Regions from separate parts of the Mus musculus genome. Here region 1 is linked to region 2. The links are chromatin contacts, called in public Hi-C maps. All regions are on one chromosome and are shown on one strand. Each heading gives the region's core, a stretch centred on a gene start, on an enhancer-like site or on the middle of the called end of the contact. The rest is flanking DNA. Distances are from core to core; before and after follow the strand shown.

What was found. Hi-C and Micro-C count contacts between places; a contact is called where the count stands out from the background.
Region 1: a Hi-C map of cerebellum shows a contact between it and region 2, with 2.9 times the contacts expected there. The contact joins two enhancer-like sites. A contact is called at or near these places in 9 of 484 Hi-C or Micro-C datasets (cerebellum, cerebral cortex, cortical neurons and 5 more).

Annotation. Positions count from the first base shown.
Region 1 is chr12:30,201,166-30,206,357 of GRCm38.p6, forward strand. Sntg2 (syntrophin, gamma 2) reads right to left here. Exons shown (of 17, transcript NM_172951.3): 15 at 110-202. Among named protein-coding and RNA genes, the nearest start is that of Gm32084, 58 kb to the left of the region's middle. Within about 2 kb of position 3,591, at least 4 of the 459 cell types and tissues checked have an H3K27ac peak or open chromatin away from gene starts, as enhancers often do.
Region 2 is chr12:29,904,084-29,909,905 of GRCm38.p6, forward strand. The region is part of intron 21 of Myt1l (myelin transcription factor 1-like); the gene reads left to right. Among named protein-coding and RNA genes, the nearest start is that of Gm46346, 8.3 kb to the right of the region's middle. Within about 2 kb of position 3,153, at least 46 of the 459 cell types and tissues checked have an H3K27ac peak or open chromatin away from gene starts, as enhancers often do.

The DNA.
Region 1 (5,192 bases), core at 2,341-4,840, 300 kb after region 2:
AGGCAGACCTTCATTTCCAGCACAGCTGGTGGGTGCTGCCTACTCTCACACATATCTGAATAGCTGCAAAGGAACAGGCACAGAGCCGCAGGCATTCCCTGCATCTTACCTTTGTCTTACCGTCAAAGCAGGTGAATCCCAGAGCAAAATCCACCGTGAAGCACAGCGTCTCCCCTTGCCAGCTGCACAGATATGTTTTGGACTAGAAAAGAGTATTAATTTTGAGTGAGAGCTCTGTGATAGTTCTGGTTAGCCATAGCAAGGCAGTTGGCACATTAGCTACTTTTAGCCAAAGGACACTGTTTTCAGTCTGAACTCAGCAACTATGTAGAATAAAAAGGCAGGTTTGGGGGTTGCAGGGAACTGCAGAGACACATGTAGGCACTGGGATCTTCCTTGCTTTCGTTTTTAGACAGACAAAGGATGTCTTTAAAGGCATCAGCTAAACAAAACCAAATCATTGAAACATTCCAACAAATATTTGTTCTTCGTTGTTCTTTTAAAAACACTCACTGGACATCTACGTGCTTCAAGTGTTTCACGGTAGTCTATGGCGTATATAGGGCATGTAGAAAGGAACAGTCCTAAAACTGGTGAAGTTGTTTTTTGTCAACTTCAGTTTGTAGGTAAAGTTACCCCAGTCTACAGATGACCTGATGCCATCATTTCTGTGGGAGAAATCGGGGTGCTTTTCACGGGATAGAGATGAAGGTCTTGCTTAGGGACGATGATGGGGCAGGACTTGGTTTTCTGACTCTCTGACATATGTACTCAACACTGGGAAGTCAGGAGGAGCCCATCTCACGTCTGCACTGCTTCTTATCCCTCTACCCAGGGTGCCCTGGGCATCCTCTGCACAGTTACTGACTCTGCCGCTTAGATCTACTCTATTATATTCTCATCCTAGTAACAAGACAGATGCCTTGAATATCATTAAACCATACCAGGGATCCCTGGGGAGGTTGTCACTACATCTTGGCTCCATTCTCTCCTTCACCTCTTACAATGGGCACAGAGAGCAGGCCCACAAAGAAAGGACCCTGTCCGACATAGCTTTACAACCCTTCGTCTCTTTTAGGCTTCACTCAGCTTCCCAGTACTGCCATGTATTCATATCTGCTTCTTGAAACCATGCACACAGCAGCTGCCCACTGCCCCCTCTTCAGGCTATCAGTGTTTTGATGCTGGTAGGAAATGGAAGTTCTAATAAGGGCTCCAGCTCTTCTCTTAGCTCACCTTCCCTAACTTGACTCAGAGCAGAAGAAGTGCTGGGCTTCCTTTTGCAAGTCCATGGCAATTTACGTTCTCATAGTTTTTAGGACTCACTACATGTCTAGAATGTAAATGTAGCGATTATAAACTGGGAGAAAACATTTCTAGGGGACCACTGCCTTCTTGTATCCCAAGCTCTGATGTCATGAGAAGAGTAGAGCTGTGAACCCCTGGGGATACAGCCTGCTCTTTGGAGGGTAGGCAAACACTGTTGTAGAATGTTACAAGCTCATATGTTTCCCCAGCCCCTCGGGGTCTCAGGAAGGACAGGGGAGAGACACGGAAGGTTTGTGCAGAGACTCATCCCTGTGGAATCTCACAGCAGAGCCAGCCAGTGGTTGCCAGACACACAGCCTCTCCTCATTCAGATCTTCAGAGTCTGGCATGGTGTGTGTGCATATGTGCGTTACATCTCAGTACCTCCATTGTGTTGTATAGTAAATCCTTTTCTTCAATATGTTGGAAAAAACCTCAAGTTGACATCTGTTTCCCAGTCCTTTGAAAAGAGTAGGCTTCATGGGCCAACCAGTGGGAGTAGGATATCAGAGTAGTGGTCATAAACATGACCATGTTAAAGGCACCCTTGTGGGCTATTTACATTTAAAAAATACACAAGCAGCTTAAACATTTGAATGTTACCTAAAGGGAGAATTTTTATGACACATGTTTGGAGTTGTTCAAGATATATAGGCTATAAGAATGACTTGCTGAATAGCTTTAGATCTGCTGGTTAAAGTATGGATAAAAGTTACACACAGAACACTGGCAGGCTGGGCAGAGAACTGCCTTATCTCAAGGGAAGCTGCAGCCTGGCATACAACGGCCCACAAAACAATGCTTCATGGTTGTCTGTGGCAGAGGACACCTAAGAAAGCTCTGTGAATAAATTACTGTGCTCAGGAGAGATGTACTAAGTGCCGCCCACTACAAATGCCCAGACTTTAGAACAAGTTTGCAGAGCATTTTAGAACATATTATATGAAAAGGTCAGAGTGGCCTTAATAATAGCTCAAAGTATATGGCTGTGAAGGTCAGCGTTGGAACAAAAGAAAAGGCAGCAGCAAAGAAGAACCAGTGTTTAAGAAAAACCTCAAAAACCTCAAGCACAGAATCACCTGGAACTTTTTTTTTTTTCCCCCAAGACAAAAACCAAATGAAAAGACTAGTGATCAAAAATGCCTTCTCAACTTTGTTCTGGAGAAAGAGCCTTGTTGTGTAGACACGGTGCAGAGTTAGCCCCGTGCAATGGCTCGCGTCCAAGGACGAGACTATGTGAGAAGAATGAACAGTCTGTCGGGTTTAGTGTGGCTTGCCTGCAATGCTGTTTTTTAGGAGGCTGAGGCAGGAAGACTGTTAGCTTGGGCTAGCTTAGCCCATACAGCCAGACTCCGTCTAAGACAACAATAAACATGAGGATGTTAGTGATGGTTATGATAGAGACATCAACACAAGCAACTTGGAAAAGTCCTGGGCTCACACACAGAAAAGCAAGGAGCAGGTCTGATCACATCCCTTGTCAAGCTTGTTTGTATTTGAGGAGGATGTGGTGTGTAGTGTCCTTTCTGGTGCTGTTTTTCTGCCTCTCCCTAGTTGTGTGTGTGTGTGTGTGTGTGTGTGTGTGTGTGTGTGTGTGTGGTGTTTGTATATGTATGCTTGTATGAATGCATATGTTTGTTTTTATGTATGTATGTATGTATGTATGTATGTATATATGTATGTATGCTTCTGCTTTCCCCTCTCCCTTCTCTTCCCTCCCCTCCCCTCCCCTCTCCTCCTCTCCCCTTCCCTTCCTTCCCTTTTGATTCTGAGTAACTGTTTTCAGTTCTTTCCTAAATATTTGGTAGACTTCTCCAATGGAAGCGCCTGGTCCAGATCTCTCTTTCTTGGGGAAGATGATCTGCTTCACCTTGATGGCGTCCTTGATTTTTGTCACCTACTCTATGTATTTGGAGCTCCACAGGCCATGTCTACAAGAAGTCTGCCATGGTCTTTTTCTTTCCCTGTTCTGTTCTTTCCTCTCGTTCCTTCTTATGAGCCTTTGTACAGGCTTGTCAACGTTAATGAGATTTATAGAGAGCCAGCTTTGTGATTGGCCTGAATACTTCTCTGACACGTTAATGATACAATGTTTCCAAGTATTTGAGCATGCTCCTGCTATCTTTCAGTTACTGATTACTGTTCCCCATTTGGTTGGAGAGCACAATGTAAATGGCTTCAGTTCTTATCAGTTTTCTGTGGTTACTTCATAGTCTGGGTATGGTTGATGTTGGTGTAAGTCCCACAACCCTTCAAAATAACCTCCAGTCAGCTACTGTGCAACAGGATGCTCCACTAGGGCTTCTTGCCCTTTGCTGTTGCTTTGTTTCCTTTGGCTCCATCAGCTTTTACTTTGTATATTTTGCAGTTCCGTGTCTGGTGAGCATACATATGTTGCCAAGTCTCCTTGGTCAGGGAGTTGGCTGCTCATCCTCCCACAATTCCTCCTGCTGTAGCATTCTTTGCTTTGAAGTCTACTTGATTTGATGACCCTCGTTTTCCTTTGACCTAAGCTGCATGGTGATATTTGAGGCAGCCTCTCTAGACATCCTATGGTTGGGTGGTACTTGCTGTCTGTGTAAGTTATTTATTTATTTGTACACAGCTTTTAATTGATGAGATTTGTGATGCCTCAGTTTCTGCCTGTAATTTCCTATCTCCTGTTTGCTTCCTTTCTGCTTCATGCCATGTTAAGAAATGTTAGCAATCTGTTTTTATTTGTCTGAAGGGTTTTCACCCCAGAGCCTCATGTCCTGTGTCCACATGGTCTCCCCTCCCTACTCACTTGGTTTAAGCATTTTCACTATGTACATGTGGACTCAGACTGGACAGTTGGTACGACTTTTGCTTCAACCACAACGTGTGAAGATCTCTGCCCTTCTCTTCGCTCTTCCCCAACATTCTGGGTCCACACTCTGGTTTTGTCTTTTCTGTTTAGAGACATTCTCTATCTAGTCCTTTTAGGAATGTCTGCCAGGGACAATTCATCTTCATTCCTCCTTGATTAGGAAATGGCTGGAAAGGCATTTTTAATCTTTGAAAGATATTTTCAATAGCTCTGGGATCTGTAAGACAATGCTTTTGTCCTGGCACTAAAATTTTGGGACCCTTCTGTCTGCCATCATTCTTTTTTTATGAGAAAATTCATGTAATCTCAATTATTTTACTCTGCAATCTTCTATTCTTTCTGGCCAATTTCAAGATACTTTCATTTTTTTATCTGGTTTTCTGGGTTTGATCACGGCAGGCCTCATTGGTGTAGGCTTTGTGTGGCGTTCCTCTTTAGAGTCTGTTCACCCCTTAAATGCGCAGGCTTCTATCTTTGGAAGTTTGGGCCACAGTTTCTTTGAGTATATTTGTCTTTCCTGCTCTCTTCTCTTAGGTCTCTGGTCACAGGCATCATGCCTCAGTCTGTGCCCTGAGTTTGCCTTTGCTCCAATCTGTGCTCTCTCTGTTACTCGTATAGGTGGTTTTGTCAGCTTGGATTTGGCTCCAGCCCCTCCCTCTGCCCTTATCTTACCTCATTGGTTGAGCTTTTAATTCAGTCACAATAATTCCCACATTGACATTTTCTATTTTCTTCTTTCTCTCCCCTGGCGTGTTAGATCTCTTTGTGCTTATGATATTTTTATTTGTTAGAATATATTCATACTTGCTTTTTGAAGCATACATTTTTTAAAGCCACAGCTGCCCTCAAACCTTTCCCAAAATAAGTTTAACATTTCTGAATTTCAATGTTGGCACCTGAGGACTGTCTAGCAAGTCTCTGCGATGTTCCTAGGTCTTGGCACGACAGGTGGTTTTCTTTTGCAGTCTGGGGAGTTTTGTATTATGAGATGTCGGATCTTAGGCAAATGTTCTGCTTGAACCAGTTCCTCGATAGA
Region 2 (5,822 bases), core at 1,903-4,402:
CCAGCAGAAAGTTTTATGTATCACCTCTATTGAGAATCCTGGTGACACTCCAAAGACTGATACACACTTGTTCTCACTGGATCTCATGATAACCCTAACATGGCTGATTCTCATAGTGAACCTGCAAAACACAGTGAAGAAAGAGAACACGTCCCACCCACAGACACTGGCACATGTAAAGATGAGACAAGTTCAGGCTCAGCCTCCTGTTGAGCAGCTGAGCTGGGGATGTGGAAATAAGAAATGGAAGAAGAAGGAAAACAAGAACACATGCTGACATTCTCCCACACCCACATGCCTCGGAGGGTGTTGAGGTAAAGGCCAGCTGAAACTCTACCAGGGCAGGTGGGCTCTTGAAGGCTGGGCCACGTGCTTCCTGCACCCTTGCAAAACGAGAGCAGAGAACTTTGGGAACAAGTGCTCTGTAGGCTGCAGACAGGCAATTTCTACAGAAAGCAGGTCCAAGAGTTACAGTGGAGAGGCCCTACCTCCTTCTTGGCCTCAGATTCCAGCTGACCACTCCTATGAATCTGCAGTCTGCCAAGTCCAGTTCTCAGGAAAAGGAGCCTGGCTCCCCACTAGAGCCAGCAGCCAGGCAAAAAATGCTGATGGTCACTGGCACCTATTAGAGGTAACCAGAGCCAAGCACCACAGCCAGTTAAGGAGAGTGCTCCAGTTCTTGACAGAAGCTGAAGCAAACCAACCCAGAAAGGAGAGGGGAATAGAAAACAAATAAACCAACCACACAACACCCAGAAATACCATGGAAGCAAGAGAAATCTTGTTAAGCTTATCATTTGTCATCAGGCAGGAAAGATGGAAAGGGTATTAAAGTCTATTATATTTATAACCCAAGGGGACAGAGAGTAGATTTATCTTTAAGACCTAAGTACAAAGGAAGGATTACGTGTAAAGTTAAGATGCCAAATTGAAGGCATAAATTGTAAAGAGATAACAAAATGGCATAACTATATTTCAGAAGAATGAATGGTTCCAGAGCGTTAGTAAAAACCACTAAAGAGTTCCTGGGGAAGGGACTATAAAAAAACCAGAAATCTGAGAAAATGAAAGAAAGAATATTACCAAAGAAAGCAAGCAAAAAAAGTTCACAGGGTGGAGATCCTGAGCATGTCAAGGGAAGACCTTGTTGAGAAACCAGGAAGTGACTAAAGCTCCCTCATGCTTTCTCCGAGAAATCCTCCCCTAGGAGATACGGATGGGACCCAGGCAAGAAAGGGTTCCTGCACCTGTGATGGGAAGCTTGGTACAGTCATCCAGGCTACTGACCCTGCAGCCTCAGGCTAAGTTCTCTCCCTGGGAACCTGTCTTTTCTCAAAGTCTGCCAGCAAACTTGTCCCTCACCTCTGCTGAAATCAACAGAGGTAGATATTGGTCACTCTAGATATCCTCACAATGACACATAGTGTTAGATTAAACAATAAACCATTAGAAATTGCAACCTTTCCAAGCTGAAATCCAGGAAGAGGGGAGGGCGGAGGGGAGGGGAGGGGAGGGGAGGAGAGGAAGGCCTGGGAAATTAGAAACAGTGGAGTGTCTGTTTCTGAAGCCTCGGGAATTCTCTCCTGTACCCACTGAACGACCCCAGCCCTGTTGTCCCCCAAGCCTGCTCCCCTGTACCTGCAACCACTGCTCTCTAGGCCTCTTCCATAGCCCTTCCAGGTGCTCTCCTTGATAGTGGCAGCTTTACAAGCATCAGAGCACTGTCCTCAACTCCAGTGCCCTCAGCGGATAACTCATGTCTCCAGCCATCAGCCTCTGCCTATCACTCTAATACTGGCCATACCCAAACTCAAGACTACCCAGTTCCACCTCCTCTATACCTGCCCTTACTCAGCAATTAAATACTATAAGACCAATAGCTGCCAGAGTTTCTATCTCTGTTTGAACAAAGGTGTTAGATCCCAAGTGAGGGAGACAGTGGTCAGCCACGTCTGGAGTCCAGATCTTCTAGGAACCCTGCCAAAATCATCTCTCACTCAGGGAGCATGTGGACAGCTACAGAGGACAGAGGACTCAAGCTGGTGCTCAGCACGTGCTGGAGCACAGCATCTTGGACGGGCTGTCAGCCACTACTGCTGCTCTCTATAGGGCCTCCTTTTGTCCGGAGAGTGCTGTTTCACTCAGAACCGCTCCATGGTCTGCTACTGTCAGGTGAATAGATGGGGATGTGAAATTCGACAACCATACCAGACTTTTTTCTTAAGACTGGGCATCTCTGTAGCCCAGGCTGATCTTGAGGCCTGCTTCATGTGTGACTATGCCCAACTCCTAGCAAGGTTCTAGACACTCTGATGGTGTTTCTATGATCACTGTTGCTCAGTAACTCCACCAGTGACCTCTTAGATGAACACCAGTCTCTTTAGTGTCCCCAAGTTTTGGAAGGAGTATTTGTTTATGAGACTGAGGAGGCTGGCAGGGTTTCCATAGACTGAAAAGGCTAAGCCACTTAGGGAGCAAGAACCTGCATCTGGGTGGATGATCACACAGCAATGTTATATAACATGCAAAATGGTAAAGGCTCGTGGAAGAGAGATGTCTCACACAGACAATGGATGCTGGCCCCATCTCTGGAAGCCTCTAGAAGTCTGAATCTAGGAAAACCTGGTTTTGCTGAGCAAACCCTCGTCTTGCATGTTTCCCTGGGCTTTCTTCCAGATCTCGTGTTTGCTCCTCATGATCATGTCCTGCCCACTTTCATCATACACACCCTTGGAAGTTTAGCTCTCCATGTGCAGCTGAAGGTTCTCCAGGAAACTAATGGCCTGATAAAGACTGGGGACCTTCTTTCCCCCTTGTGCAGCCACTGAAATCCTTGCTGTGTCCTTAAATGATGTCTGGTGCCAGATGTGTGGGACCGCGGGCAAGGAGGAATGGGGAAATGGGCATTGAGTATGGGTTCCCCAGAATTTCTCAATACTGAAACTACAAATCAAAGCCCAGAAGCCACCTGTCTTTACTAGAAAGAGCTTCCACAGCAGACTGTGTGAGCTCCTTTGCTTGGAACTTACCTTCTGTGGCATGGAGGCTGCCTATGTGTTCCTTCCCTGAAGCTGATGGGTATGGATCCCTCAGTATCTCAAGGTCAGTCTGGCCCACTGCTAGGCAAAGAGGAGACTGAGCGAGTAACCAGCAGATGGCAGCATGTCTGCAAGGAATCAGTCACTACCCAGAGGTCTGAGCTAAGATCAGGGCTCAATTCCAAGTTTGACCCATAAGGAGTTGCACTCATAGGTTTGGAATGACAGGAACTGAATGAGCTATTTGAGCAGGATGCAGCATTCTTTGGGTCTATTTCCTGATACAGTTTCCCAAACTCCCACCCAGGCTTCACCTCCTTAAGTAACGCTGTTATTTACCCTTCCCGTCAGGTGGATTTATTCACTGAAGACAGAGAAGCAACATAAAATTGTTATTTCTAGGACTTCTGCTCAGTTCAATGTGAGACGGCAGTTTTTATTTGCCTTTTGTTTCCCCTTACAACTGTACAAAGGAAGAGTTTTGGAATTCTGGGCAGTGAATACCTGAGACCTAGACTGAGGCCGTGTAGCCCAGAATGCATCTGGCTTTCTCCTAAGAACTACAAAGAGTTAAGAAGGCTGGAGCTCTACTTCAGGGGTCCTTGAACCAGCTGCTGATAGACAGAGCCGCTGGGCAGCACTTAATATCTGTTGTGGTGAAGCAGTGTAGGTCAGACCCGGGAACTCACTAGAAAGGGGTTCTATAATCCTCATCGGAGAGAAAACAGGTAAAACTGGAGACATTCTCATGAGTGGAATCCAGATCAGACATTATGAAAGCACAATCTTGAGGGAGAAATGTCATCTGGTGTCATTTTTCCCCATCATTGACTACATGCAATTTTACCAAAGTCTGCAAAAGCACTCTTGAGATCCCTGGTGTGGTGTGCTCTTGGTCTAGAAAGAGCCTGAGATGCATAGGTGTGATGTCTGGGGATGTGATCCCTGAGCTGCAGGTATTCTTGGGTTGAGAGCAGCAACCTGAGCTGGGTGGAGACTGTGCTGGCTGGAGGCTTCCTGAAGCACATGCTTCTATTTAATAGATAATGAGGTGAGAAAAGTTGGGTGCTCAATACACAGTGCTGGAGCAGAAATATAAGACCTGAGAGTATCATGGGTAAATGAAGAAATGCAGAGCGGAGACACCAGTGTGCAGACCTTAAGCTGACAGTGTGGACATTTAGGAACCATGGGTCTTGAGCTGAAGAAGTGATCTGGGGTCCCAGAAGCATTGCACAGGATGTGTATGGTTTGTTGGATTCAGCCCAAGTAAAGCCCTGCAGCTCCATTAAGGGACGGACACATGGGCCCCAGGGATGGTGACTGTGAAAAACAACATGTAGCTTAGGATCCTTCCTGTGGCAACAGCCCGGGTACAATGTGAGGAAGGGCGGCAGGCCTCTGGAACCCAGTCCTCCACATTCTGAAGCTCTCTGCCCAACTTCCCCACCTCTGAAAATCTGCCGCAAGAGTGGCCAGAGGCTTTCCTGGGAAAGGAATAGTGGCCATATTTTGGGGGATGCATTCTCTGTGGGGCTGGGCCAGGCCTGAGGCTGGAGCAAAGTGCTGTTCTGGGAAGCCCAGATCTGGGAATGTATGCAGGAGGCTCAACCAGCTCCCCATGCCCACAGTCATGCCCAACTTGCCCTGGGAATGGAGGTGAGTCCAGGTATACCCTCTTCGGAAAACAGCAGTCCAGAAGCTCCCATTTCAGTTACCTGACTAGCACAGGCAACTGAGCAATGTGCAGAAGCTCCTGCAGTCATTACATGTGATACCCAGTCCTAACCTGACCTCAGCTCTCCATTCACGAGTAAACTAGTCCAGATCTATACAACACATGCCCCTTGCTGGATCCTAGCTGACAGCTAACAGAGATCCTACAGACCATACTATGGCAGAGGACTCTTGTCCCTGGGATATTATGCATATTACATTGGCACACCAAATATTACATGTATATTGTGAGCAAAGCTGTAAACAACACCCTACCCCAGCAATTCGGCTCATGTCTGAGCTCAGCATGATTATATACAGAAATGATGCTGATAATGTGAATTTGAGCAAGAAGCTACTACAGAGCCTGGCTGTAGGAGACTTCTGTTATTTCAGAGTGAGATCCTTCTAATTGTACAAAGAAAATCTGACGGTAAAGCAGTTGTGGCATCCCATGACAATGGCCTCACTATCTCATGTTTGCACAAGTACAACATGGTACACTTGCTTGTACAGATCACCTCTGTTGCATTTAGCAAAGCATACGAAGGGGCCATGGGAATAGGACTGTCTGTTCCATGTGAAGCCCCAGCAGCAGGGAAGGCTGTGTGGAGGTGGGTTTTCAGGAGCAAAACATGCCAAAAGCAGTCTCCTGCCTTCATGTCTCCTGGTAGCTGCAGGCAGCCTCCCAAGAGGGGGAACTCTGGGCAATGGACTTAGTCTGGGTTTATTTCCAGGGGGAGAGAAGTGTGCTTTGTTTTGTTTCCCAAGCGGTCTCATATAGCCACAGATGGCCTTGAACCCTTTTTGTAACTGAGACTTTTCTTGAATTCGTAATTCTTCTGCATCTACCTCCCAAGGGTATAGCATAGGCATGTGTCAATGTACCCATGCCCACATGAGAAGGTTTTACTCCGGGGAAGGGGTCAAGGCTGTGGAGGTGAAAACTTGGGTCACACCTGGGTAAATTGGGGGTGCAGAGAAAGGGGAATGCTAGCATTCAGCTTGCTTCCTCCTTTTAAACCCCTTTTTAATTAGTCTAGAGTCCTGGTGTATAGAATTGTATGA